Regions from separate parts of the Mus musculus genome. Here all the other regions are linked to region 2. The links are chromatin contacts, called in public HiChIP or PLAC-seq and promoter capture Hi-C maps. All regions are on one chromosome and are shown on one strand. Each heading gives the region's core, a stretch centred on a gene start, on an enhancer-like site or on the middle of the called end of the contact. The rest is flanking DNA. Distances are from core to core; before and after follow the strand shown. Region 1 holds the start of Scrn3 (secernin 3). Region 2 holds the start of Hat1 (histone aminotransferase 1). Region 3 holds the start of Ssb (Sjogren syndrome antigen B).

What was found. Promoter capture Hi-C pulls out the DNA fragments that hold promoters and counts their contacts. HiChIP or PLAC-seq counts read pairs in DNA pulled down with a chosen protein or histone mark.
Region 1: a promoter capture Hi-C map of liver shows a contact between it and region 2, with 2.7 times the contacts expected there. The contact joins the promoter of Scrn3 here to the promoter of Hat1 in region 2. A contact is called at or near these places in 3 of 39 promoter capture datasets (liver and pre-B cells) and 1 of 115 datasets of contacts at active chromatin or transcription factors (astrocytes).
Region 3: a contact with region 2 is called in an H3K27ac HiChIP or PLAC-seq map of microglia, with 5 times the contacts expected there. The contact joins the promoter of Ssb here to the promoter of Hat1 in region 2. A contact is called at or near these places in 2 of 39 promoter capture datasets (cranial neural crest and liver) and 1 of 115 datasets of contacts at active chromatin or transcription factors (microglia).

Annotation. Positions count from the first base shown.
Region 1 is chr2:73,309,681-73,313,935 of GRCm38.p6, forward strand. Scrn3 (secernin 3) reads left to right here and starts at 2,972. Exons shown (of 8, transcript NM_029022.1): 1 at 2,972-3,033. It overlaps Cir1 (corepressor interacting with RBPJ, 1), which reads right to left and starts at 2,912. Exons shown (of 10, transcript NM_025854.3): 1 at 2,737-2,912; 2 at 777-871. The coding sequence starts at 2,808.
Region 2 is chr2:71,387,091-71,390,999 of GRCm38.p6, forward strand. It overlaps Hat1 (histone aminotransferase 1), which reads left to right and starts at 2,170. Exons shown (of 11, transcript NM_026115.4): 1 at 2,170-2,214; 2 at 2,813-2,908. The coding sequence starts at 2,208.
Region 3 is chr2:69,859,900-69,863,658 of GRCm38.p6, forward strand. Ssb (Sjogren syndrome antigen B) reads left to right here and starts at 1,663. Exons shown (of 12, transcript NM_001110145.1): 1 at 1,663-1,813; 2 at 3,325-3,416. The coding sequence starts at 3,351.

The DNA of each region.
Region 1 (4,255 bases), core at 1,722-4,221, 1.9 Mb after region 2:
AGGGAGTTCAAACCTAGATTAGGCTATGTGAGACACTGTCTCATGAAAATAACAATGATAATAAATAAGGATTAAAAAAAAGAGAGAGAAAACCACAAAATTACAAACACCAATCAAGTAGGAAAATGAAATGTTCTGCATTAATAGTCAGAAATGTATTTATAGAGCAGTTACTGTGAAAAAGTTTGGTGGCTCCTTAAAAAGCTAAACCAAGAATTACCTAGAGATCCGACAATTCTGCTCCTAAGCACATAAGATAAGCAACTGAAACCAGCACTGAGCAGCTACCTCTATGTCAATGCTAATAGTATGACCCAATGATCCAGAAAATGATGTCTCATGTTTCAAATGTTGCTTCAGAGTACAGTCTAGAGAAGAGAACCAAAATACCACTACTCAACTAATTCAATATTAACACAATGAAAGTAGCCAAAAGGTAGGAACTAGCCTGGATGAAGCCGGTTGACTCTGGCCACAAGGCACAGGTCAAAGACACCCAGCTTCTCTTCTAAGTGTCCTGAACATCCTTTTATTTCAATAACTAAAGAGAGACCTTCCTCATCAGACAACACGCAGTGTTCACCATCTCTGAGAGCCCTGCCTCACGTAGGATTCGCTCCCAGGCTGGAGGAGAGGAATGCAGATGTTTTTTATGTGAAGACTAGGTCAAGTTGGAGTGGTGAGAGTGTCTAATTGTAGGGGTGAAGCTGACTCCATAACTGATTATTCTAAAAAATAATGAGGTGCTTACAGGATGACAGGCAACACCAACTTACCTGTTATCATACGACTCCTGCTCTTTAAGGTACTGTTGCATTAATTCTTCTTGTTTCTTTTTATCATACGATATTTTCTGTTCTGCCATCCATACCTATATTAGTGAAACAAAATATAATTTAACAATTAGATTCAAATTAAGTTAACAAGTGTGTGTGTGTGTGTGTGTTTTCGAGTATGTGAGTGTGGGATCCGGGATCTTCAGTCACTCTCCCCTTCATTTACTGAGGCAGGGTCTCTCACTGGACCCAGAGGTCAACAATTCTACTAGTCCAGCTACCAGCTTGCACAGAGGAACTCCTGTCTTCTTTTCATGAAGGCTAGGATTACCAAGGGATGGTGGATCCAAACTCTGATCCTTACACTTGTGCAACAAGTGTTTTAGCCACTAGCAATTTTGACAGCCCTCCAGCCCACTTGTCTTCTATAATGAAACACATCTAATACACTGAAATGAAAAGATGCTCACAGCACTTAGAAGAGAAGACGGGTGTCTTGGACCTGAGCATTGTGGATAGAGTTCCCTGGCTTCTTCCAGGATGGCACCTGCCCTTTAGCTGTTTTCACTGTGTTTAGCTGAGTGTGTTGGCCCATGTCCATAATCCTAGAACTCAAGAGGCTGAGGTAGGACTACTAAGTATTCCAGACCAGTCAGAACTACACAGTAAGACCCCAACCAAAACAGAAAAATTACCGTGTATCTCAAGCTTTAGACTGTACAGTTATTTTCATTAGTCTCGACTGCTCAAGACTCAATTCCAGTAACTGAATTAAAAATAAGATGCAGCTCCATTGTCAAAGTGCTCACAATGCTTCTCCTGCATATTATAAACTACTTTATGACCTAGGAGAAGTGGTAGTTGATTGCAGTGGCTTCCACCTGTAATCCCAGCATGCGGGGGTGGGGGTTGGGGGTGGGGGCAGGGGGTTGGAGGCAGAAGGACAAGGAGTTCAGGGCTATCCTCCCTAGACAGCAAGTTTGAAGCCAGCTTAGACTGCAGGAGATCCCACCTCAAATAGAGGCTATGAAACACATAAAGAAATACACTCGTGGGGATTAGGAGTACTACAAAATAAACAGAACAAGACTTTTGGGGTCAAGGAGTAAGGCTGAGATCTGGCAAGCCCTCCCCACTCCCAAGGGACTTAAAAACCTAAGTAACTATATTTGCAGATAACCAGTGTTAGCATTTCTTGCACTTTCTTCCACAGATATCCTAATGTACATGCATGCTAATATATACATTCTTTAGATGTATGGTAATATACAGGACCCACAACTGGTTTGGAAACAAAAGCGAAATATATTCTCATAAGTTTGTGTACTTTTGAGTACTTGAGTACTTTTCTTAACACACAGTGCTAAGCCTTCATTTCGAGTTTCTAGTCATTGGCCATACTATCTCATCTAATCTCCCTAAAATTTTTACAAACTAGGGCAACTGACACTGATAATTCTTGATCAACAGTGTACGAGGCTAATGCTCACATCATTGACTATTTTGTGCGAGGCCTCAGGGCTACATGTAACTGTACTGAACTAAGAATCCAAAGCCCAAGCACTCTCCCGTCGCCATTCTTTGGCGCTGTAATTCTCGCCACGGCCCTTCTGTGTCCAGCAACTGGTTGCCCTGTGATTGTTTAAAACGCTCAACTTGAACGCAGCCATCAGAAACACACTACGGGATGGAGAGTGAGCAGAGGGAGGATTTCTGCCAGAAGATCTCCGTTAAGCAGGAGTCTCGACCCAGAGCAGAGTTCACCGGCTTGGGGCTGTAGGAGACGGATCCTGAACGGACAGTGTTATCAAACCATGCGTGGGTCTCCCCACTGACTGACAGGCGGGACTTGGGGGATCATTCCTGCAAGGGGGAAAGATCGACGACTCCAGCCGTGAGGAGGATACGACCCTCCCAGGGAGCTTAGCAATCTCTGCCCTCTCCGGATGCCTTTACTCACCTTCTTGATGTTGGATTTGGACGCAGGATGGAAGTCCTTCTTACACATGAAATTGGCGAATGACTTCCCCATCTTGGCGTCTGAGTCGGAGAAGCCAACCGCTAGGTCTTCTCGGAACGTAAACAAACTCCCGGAGCTTCACCGGAACTGCTAGGCAAGTTTGGGCGAGAACTTCCGAGGTCGGGAGGATGACTACTTCCGTGGTTTGACGCTTGGCACCGCCCCTCTTGCTCTCTTCCGGCAGTCGCTTCTGGTGGCTGCCGCGGCTTTGGCGGCGTCCGCGCGTGCGCAGCAGAGGTAAGCTTGGGGAACCCCCTGTGCGCGATGCTCGCTCTCTGCGGGGTCGCGAGCGGCGGCGGGCTCTGCTGCGTCAGCTTCGATCCGAGCGCGGTCAGCCCGAACAAGCGAGGTCTCGAGGTTCGAGCCCAGCACTTTCTGGCAACGCCGACTCCAGTTGCAAAAAAATTTTCTTTTGCCGCGCAGTTCCCATGTAGATTAAGTTGTCTCCCGGCAACTGTAGGACGTTTGTGAGCCTCGGAAGATTGGTGTTACCAAAAGCACGGGAATAGACTGTTAGAAGCTCAAGAACCTAGGCTCTTCCTTTCCAATTACTGTTAAGGTTTAATAATAATTATAATAATAATAATAATATTATTATTATTATTATTATCATTATGTATACCTCGCCATGTAGCATTGGTTGCCCTTGAACTAACAGATCCGTCTGCCTTTGCCTTCCCAGGCCTGGGATTAAAGGCCTGCGCCACTACACCCAGCTCCCTTCCGTTATTTCTAGCCATGCAGAAGTTTGCTCAGCAAACATCGTGAATGATGAGAACATGTTAGGGCCAACGACTTTCTCCCTGGGTGCGGGTTTCTTAGCTGTTGCCGCCATCCCAGTTTCGGGTAAGCAAGGCTTAGTCCACTGAGGATAGTCACTTAGTCTGGTGAGGATAAGAATGCCAAGGTACAACGGATGTCAGCTTTCATTTGGGTGTTGGCTGTGTGCCAGTTTTTTGTTTTTTTATCTTGTGTTATTCGTGGCGCGGTCCACGTAACGCTCAATCTTCAATTACAGGCATGCACCACCAAGCTGGGTTTTCACCTTCTAGGTGGTGTTTTAATAATTATTTACTTATTTATTTTAATACTGACGGGCCTGGAAAAAAGGAGAATTAATAGCCTGCCTAAATTATGTGTTGGAGTAGCTAACTTTGGAGCACAGTAAGCAGGAGATCAAGAAATTTAGAGGGGCGACACAAAAGAAAAACTGGTACGTCTTCCCATCTTTGAGATGGAGAAGACCCTTTACTTGTTCCATGGTGAACTTGTTTCTTGAGTCATTTTGAGACATAGGCTAGCTTTAAACTCTAGCTCATCCTGCCGAGTCCTGAGATTGCAGGTGGGCTATCATATCCTGCTTTGCTTTCCTTTCAATAAAACATTTATTGTATTTATATTTTTTATTTTGTTTTAAAATATTTAGGATGCTCCCATATAAAACTATGCTAAGAATTGG
Region 2 (3,909 bases), core at 920-3,419:
ATGTGCTGTTGGTCCTTATCCTCTTCTTCCCTTTCGCCTTCCACCTCTTCTTTTGGCAGATTCTTCTCAATCACAGTTCAGGTTAACCTCAAACTGATGAGTTGATGTTCCTGCCTCAGACTCCCGGGTGCAATGAGCTTAGGCACAATCTATCACTTTAGCTATATATTTTTTTTATCTCTAATACTAGAGAGCATATTAATTCTAGACTATTTCACCACGTGTGATGGTTAGTTTTAACTGTCACCATGGCATAGAACAAAATACACACATATAAATGTTTATATACACACATACATGCATATATGTATTACATACTACATACATATATACACATATATACTATATAACACATACATATATGACCCACACAAACCTATATTAGTGTGAGCATGTTTGCTGGGGATTGCCTTGATCATCTTAATTGATGGGAGAAGACTCACTTTAAGTGTGAGCAGCACCTTCTGGTAATGGCCCAGGTAAAAGGCAGAAAGAAAGCTTTGCTAACTTGCCTCCTTAACCTTCATTCTCACTGGAGAGTTCATTGACCTTTTTGGTGTGTAAGGGTCCATGATTTGCTGAAGGATGTCACCCTGGACTCCAATAGTATGTAACCACAAAGAGTGTTGAATTCTGCAGAAGTCTAGCAAGCTGGGTCTCCCATGACCCAGGTAGAGAGACACCCAAGTGAGCTCAGAGGCCTGATTTAAAGCACATTAGGGAGTTCTGGGGTAGGTGACCTCTATGATAATCTGTTGGGTCCATCTCTACTGACATTCCATTGCCGGGGTAGAGAGGCTGTAAACTTGTTGGGGGAGGCCTGGAAACTGCTGCTGACCCATTGTCCTTGCCTCGGGCCAGACAGGTGGCCAGACAGGTGGCGGGCCGGCTTCGGAGGCCTGGACTTGCCTGGACTTGCCCAGGTCTTGGTAAGAGATTTAGGCCTAACCTCCTTAACTGCCAATTTGAAGCCTGTCATGGAGTCAGCCTAGCCTTCTCAAGCGCTGGTATTAGAACCTTGCTAGGCAGAGACCCAACAGTTCTCCAGGAGTCCCTCAGGTCTTCACAGGCAGATTGGGCTGAGGCTCCTAGCTTTGAGGACTGACCACCAGGTTTTCAGCATTTGCTGTGAGACAACCACTGTCTGGCCTCTCCAAGTGTACCACATAAGCCAAGGTGGTAAGTCATCTTTTAATATATGTTCATTCCATTGGTTCCTTCTTTTCTAGAGAGACCCGATATACCAAAGATCAACTTTCCATACGGCATGCATCATTTTAAAGCGTATCAGCAAATGTGTTGACACCAGGGAGTCTGGTATTTGAATACCATCGTAGAGGTAAATAGCAAATTATCCTCTGGGAGAAAAAAAAAAATCCAAAAGCAACTAAATAATAAGGCCCATGATTAAAAATGGGTAGTATCCTATGATTAGTTCAAGCCACTAGGACCTCATACAAGTCCAACTAAATCAAGCCACTTGAGGTAGTGTTAGTAACCACTTTTAGTGAGCTAAATGGTTGTCCAGAAAACTTAAGAGCAAAAGCAGGTATATTTCTAAATTTTACTTTTAATAGTTGTGCACGCTAGCATGTAATCAGAGCACAGCTTTCGGGAGTCTTCCATTTTGGGTCCCTGAGTTCTTTAATATGGCACTATTTTTCAATTTGGGAGCACAAAGAAAGTCTATAATGGGTTAGTGGCAGAGCCTTATGTCTACCATAAGTATGACTCTGAATTGGTCACCCAGCTCCAAAATACGAATAAAATTCAGAGGAACCTTTTAAAATGGGTTATGGCAAAGTTGAATCAAAAAGTTTAAAAACTTCGAAATGAAACCCCCACAGAAAAACTTGCGTTCGGGCCAAAAGATGGGAAGGACAATCGCCTTAAGCTGTTTGAGAATTCACATTAATTTCTAAGCAAGTCTCTAGTGGCCAGCAAGCCGCACAGGCTGGGACGCCGAAGACATGGGGTGAGGGCATCCTCACGTGCGGTGGCTAGGCAACCGCGGGCGCCTTCTCACGGTGCTAGCCCCGCCTCCTGAGGCACTTCCGCCGCCGCGCGCCTGGACCTTCTCCCTCTCATTGGTTCGTGGCTCGCCGAGGATGGGCGGGGGAAACGCGTAAGTCCTTGCGGTCACTTCCGGCCCGGGAGCGCGCGGGTTGATTTGTCCTTCCTCAGCTGCGGGCGCTCGGAGCTCGGAAATGGCGGGTAAGTTCCCGGGAAAAGTTTAGCAAGGGGAGGAGGCGGGTGCTTCTGGGGAAGAACGTTGAGGCGGCCGTGACAGTGGCCGCCTGGAACTTTCGGGCTCTAGCAGAGGTTCCAGAAGGCCTCTCCCTTCCGCGAGGCACTGAGGGTCGGGGACTGGCTCCCGGTGGGCCGCGCTCGGCGCCACCGCCCCCGGTGCTGACGCTCGGCGCCTCCCGTGGGCCTCCCGGGCCTTGAGCTCAGGCAAGGCGCTCAGTTTGGTCTGGTGGAGCGCGGTCTGCCTCGGAGCCTTTCACCCCCTCGTTCCCCTTTGCTCACTGTCGCCCTAATGTAACCCATTAGGTCCAGTTCCCGCCAGCTGATCCTCTCCAGGGCCCTGCCCACCTCCCTCCCAGCCAACTTCTGAGCGAGCGCGGTGCTGCTGCCCTGCCCTGGTTCAGGGCACACTCAGGGTCTCATAACCCTTCAGGATTCCTGAGATCATTGTTTTTTTAGATGTCCTTTGAGAAAGTCGTTTTTACACTGCCCAACTTGTCACTTAGAATGGAACTTCTGTGCTGTGTGTAGTAGAATCCTCTTGCTGTGCTTTATTCGTTTCTAGCCTTGGAGAAATTTCTGGTGGAGTATAAGAGTGCCGTGGAGAAGAAACTAGCAGAGTACAAGTGTAACACCAACACAGCAATCGAGCTGAAACTAGGTGCGTATTTCCTTTCAGAGGAGTTCTGTGTGTGCAGCCCTGTATTTAACAGAGCCTTTAAAATAGGAAACACAGCTTGAGGTTAAGACGATTACGTAACAGGTACTTTCTGCGTTGACTGGACATGGAGATTTTAGGCAGTTCTCTAAGTTCATGCGGTAGAAGGGGTAGGGGAAAGATAGTGATAAGAAAGTGAAAGATAGTGTGGCAGAAAGTATATGTGATCTCATCTTAAAAATTGCAAATACACCAGGCAGTGGTGCCGCATGCCTTTAATCCCAGCACTTGGGAGGCAGAGGCAGGCGGATTTCTGAGTTCGAGGCCAGCCTTGGTCTACAGAGTGAGTTCTAGGACAGCCAGAGCTATACAGAGAAACCCTGTCTCGGGGGAAAAAATTGCAAATGGGGGATGGAGAGATGGCTCAGCTGTTAAGATCATTGACTGTTTTTCCAGAGGTCCTGAGTTCAAATCCCAGCAACCACATGGTGGCTTACAACCATCTGTAATGAGATCTGATGCTCTCTTCTGGTGCTCGTACTTACATATAATCATTCAATCAATCAATCTTCAGGCCCCAGGGAGCAGGACTGGTAAGAGCACTGACTGTTCTTCCGGAGGTCTTGAGTTCAAATCCTAGAAACTACATGGTGACTCACAAACATCTATGATGAGATCGGATGCCCTCTTCTGGTGTGTCTGAAGACAGCTACAGTGTACTTAGATATAATAAATAAATCTTTTTAAAAAAAATTGCAAATATGATAATAACAGCTGTTGGTTAGGATGTGGAAATTCATGGGTTGCTGGTATTATATCTAAAATGATATAACAACTTTGGTTTGGAAAAAAAATTTAAATGTATTTTATGTTCATAAGTGCTTTCTCTATCTTCATGAATACCAGAAGAGGACATCAGATTCCCACCATGTGTTTGCTGGGAATTGAACTCAGGACCTCTGGAAGAGACCAGTGCTCTTTTTTTTTTTTTTTTAAAGATTTAT
Region 3 (3,759 bases), core at 413-2,912, 1.5 Mb before region 2:
GTGAATTTCACAAACACCAGTAAATGAAAATCAGTTTGTTTTTATCACTATATATTATTTAACTTTTTAATTATTTGGTGGTACACATATAGTCGATTCTAATTTTTCTTTTAATCACATAACTTACTATTATGAACATTTAAGTTATCTAAGTGCTTATTTATTTATTTTATGTGTGTGTCCTGGGAGTATGTATGTGCACTGTAAGCGTGCAGGACCCAACAAAGATGAGAAGAGAGTGTTAGAGTCCCTGGAAATGGATTTATAGTAGGTTGGGAGCATTTACACACATGGTATTTTTCCACTGTCTATCCATGCAGGCAAAACACCCGTACATAAACTTAAATCTTTAAAAAAGGAAAATTTAGCATTTATGTCTCACAGTAAGTAGAAACTTGAAAATTTTTTTATTGAATGTAATTAATCTAAAGTTAAAACTACCTGAGGATAATACTAGTAAATTCTTTTTTCTTTGGCCAAAATGGCATGTATAGTTAACCTATAAATGCATTTCTTCTTCTTCTTCTTCTTCTTCTTCTTCTTCTTCTTCTTCTTCTTCTTCAAATTTTAGAGTTTATCTGTTTGGGAACTTCCAAAATGCTCTGAGATTATGAAGTTATTTTGTGAAAGTAATTTTTATATTCCAGGAACACTGAAGGAAAAAGATGATGTCATAAGGAAATTGCACCTCTAAAACGTTAAAATTGTTATGTAAAAAGTGGCAGTCCTGACTTAAGTGTGAAGTCTCTCAAACTATTCTAAATGTACTTCTTTCCTAGCAAGAGACTTTTTTGTTTTGGTTTGGTTTTTGGTTTTTAGAGACAGGGTTTCTCTGTGCAGTCTTGGCTGTCCTGGAACTCACTTTGTAGACCAGGCTGGCCTCGAACTCAGAAATCCGCCTGCCTCTGCCTCCCAAGTGCTGGGAGCAAGAGACTTTTAAAAAGATTTGTTTGTAATCCCAGCACTAGGGTGGCTGGAGGCAGAAGCATAGTTTGGGATCAGCTTGGGTTACTCATTGAGTCAGACTCCAACATCAAAACAAGCAAAGATAGACAGCAGCAGCAAGAGGGGGAGCAGTAAGAGCCTGGTGATGTAGGTGAAGTCCCAGCACTTTGTACTGAAGCAGGAGTTCGAATCATTGGCCAGTTTGTGCTTCAGAGAGCTAGCCTGTCGGAAACCAAGCAACTGTATGGTTTTTTAATTTTTTTCCAAAACCACAACACCATGCAAGTCAAATACATTGCAAAAGGCCAAGCGTGCTGGCGCACCCCTTTAATAATGCCAGCACTCCCGGAAGAGGTAGGCGAGTGTCTCAGCAGAGGCAGGAGGAGTTTGAGGGTCAGCCTGGTCTACAGAGCAGCGCGAGTTCCTGGATAGCCAGGACTACGCACGGAAACGCTGTCTCAAAAAAAAAAAAAGGAAAAAAGAGACAAAGGGGGAAAAAAAGAAAAACCAAGCGCTACAGAAGAAAGAAGGGAAGGCTCGAACATACTGCCCAGAAACACATTAAAAACAAAGATCTCCACAAAAACACTTCCTGTCAGCCCCTAACATTCTGCTGAGCAATTTAACAATTTCTCGGGCGGGAGGGCGGGACTCCTCCTCCGAGGATTGTGGGAGGCTGCGGTAACGGCGCGTGCGTGGAAAGCAGAGCCGGGCCACTGCGTCCGCGGCCACGCCCACCTGTCCGCAAGGGCTGCCGGGAAAGCCCCCATCTTTAAGCGCGTTTGGCTGGCCCGCCGGCGCTCGGAAGTCCAGGCGCTTCTGTCGTTGTTCTTGAAGCTGTGGTGACCGTGGGATCCGAATCTTTGAGGTGAGCTTCTTGGAAACTGAGGAGAAGGTACGAAGGGCTGTGCTATGCGCAGGCCTCACCTTCCTCTCCGCGCCGCCGCGTGGGCCGCGCGGCCCGTGGCCGTGTGCTGGACCGCGGCCCGAGGGGGCGCGGGCCTCGGCGAGGCCACGGAGCGGGCCCCGGCCAGAGATGCGGGCGCCTGGGGCTTTCCACGTGGCAGGGATCCCGGCGGGCCGGTGTGGGAGGATGCGGCTCTCGCGGGGCCTTTAGGCAGAGGCTCGCCGCATCCTCACGGCGTCCTTTCGGTTTGTTCCTTGCACCCCTTTCCTGACTGGCCAGAGGCGGATGTTTCGGACCATTTAAGTCTTTAGGGTGGTCGGTGCGGGTTAAACGCGACAGGGTTCTGTGGGGACTGACTGGAGGCCGAAGAAGTGGGGGCCGCTATTGGGTTCCCAGCGTCGCTATCTTTTTTTTTTTTTTTTTTTCCTTCAAAGAACTGCCATTGCCATTCTGTCTTCAGTGTGAAACAGTCCCTAAATTGGGTAGGCCGCAGAAGTCTTGCAGGGGCTAACTAGGTCGTTATTGACCTGTGTCTCTGTAGTAATGAGAAGTGAGATTGTTGGTAGTGGGAGACAAACCAGCGCCTGTAACAGTAAATTCTGAAGTGGGACGTGTACTTCGTAGATTTCCCATTACAGGACCAGTGTATCGCCAGCAGTCTCCAGCATTTTGAGCAATGTCTCAAGAAATATACCAACAGTAACTCATAACTATATTCAGCTGCTGCAGATAAACTCTTCAAGAGCTGGTATACTTCCGTACAATATGGTAGGGTGGTTTAGTAAGGCGCTGAAAGCCAGTAAGACAGAAGATCCGGTTTGTGATTTCTAGCAAACCAGTATCACAGTCCCTCTTTATTCTAGGATTGTTGTCAGACCGTGAAACAGGAAAGTGGCTATAGAGTTAACCAGTGTAGTAGTGTTTTAGGCACATCCTTACCTTCCAGCGTCCCTAGTTTAAAATTTTTTGTATCTGTGCTCACAAGGTCCCATTTTTCTTGTATTCTCCTATATAGTGTCTAACACCGTAACTTTCATATCTGAACTCTATTTTCATTTTTACCAGTAATAAGTTTTGGTAAGTCAGCTGTGACTAATTTGAAAAGAAACGCAAATAATTGGCATTGAGGGCTATAGGAATATACTGCTGGCAGACTATAATACTGATATTTTTAAAGCTAGAAATGATTCAGGGGTAGTTAAGTGGACATTTTCTGCTTTTTTGTTTTTATCGCTGAACTTTGCTTTACCAACTACATGAAGAGTTTGGTTACAAAGTAGGATTTACTGGGAGGAGGGGTTGTTGATCTGAGTTTTCCATCCATAATCCAAGGTGTTGCTTTGTTGAGATGTATGAGAATTCATAGGGAAACCTGTAAGGTTAGGAATTCTTGAAATTAAAAAAAAAGTGGCATACTTTTTACTCATTCTCTTGTATTGACTATTATATAAAAATAATAACCTTCCTACCAGTGTGAGAAACTTTACAGATAGCCACAATGGCTGAAAATGGAGATAATGAAAAAATGACTGCTTTGGAGGCCAAAATCTGTCATCAAATTGAGGTATGATTCTTGTGTTGTTAAATTGTAACTTAAGATGAAAACAGAACATCTAATAGCGATATGTGGGCTTTTCAAACAACTGGCTTAGCTTTGATTCTTGGAGTTAATATGAATGTATTCATATTAGGGCAAAGTTAGAAGTCTCAAGAATTACAGACATTCCAAAGGTAACACTGTAGACTGGTGTTTATTTTTGAGACACAGAGTTCCCAAGTCTGTAAAATGGAGGTAATATTTGTAAGTTGATGTGAAAATTAATGGTGTGCCTAATATCTAACAAGCTAGCATAAATTCCATGGTAAAGTACTTCTGGTCAAATAATAGTTTATTCTATCTAGTTAGT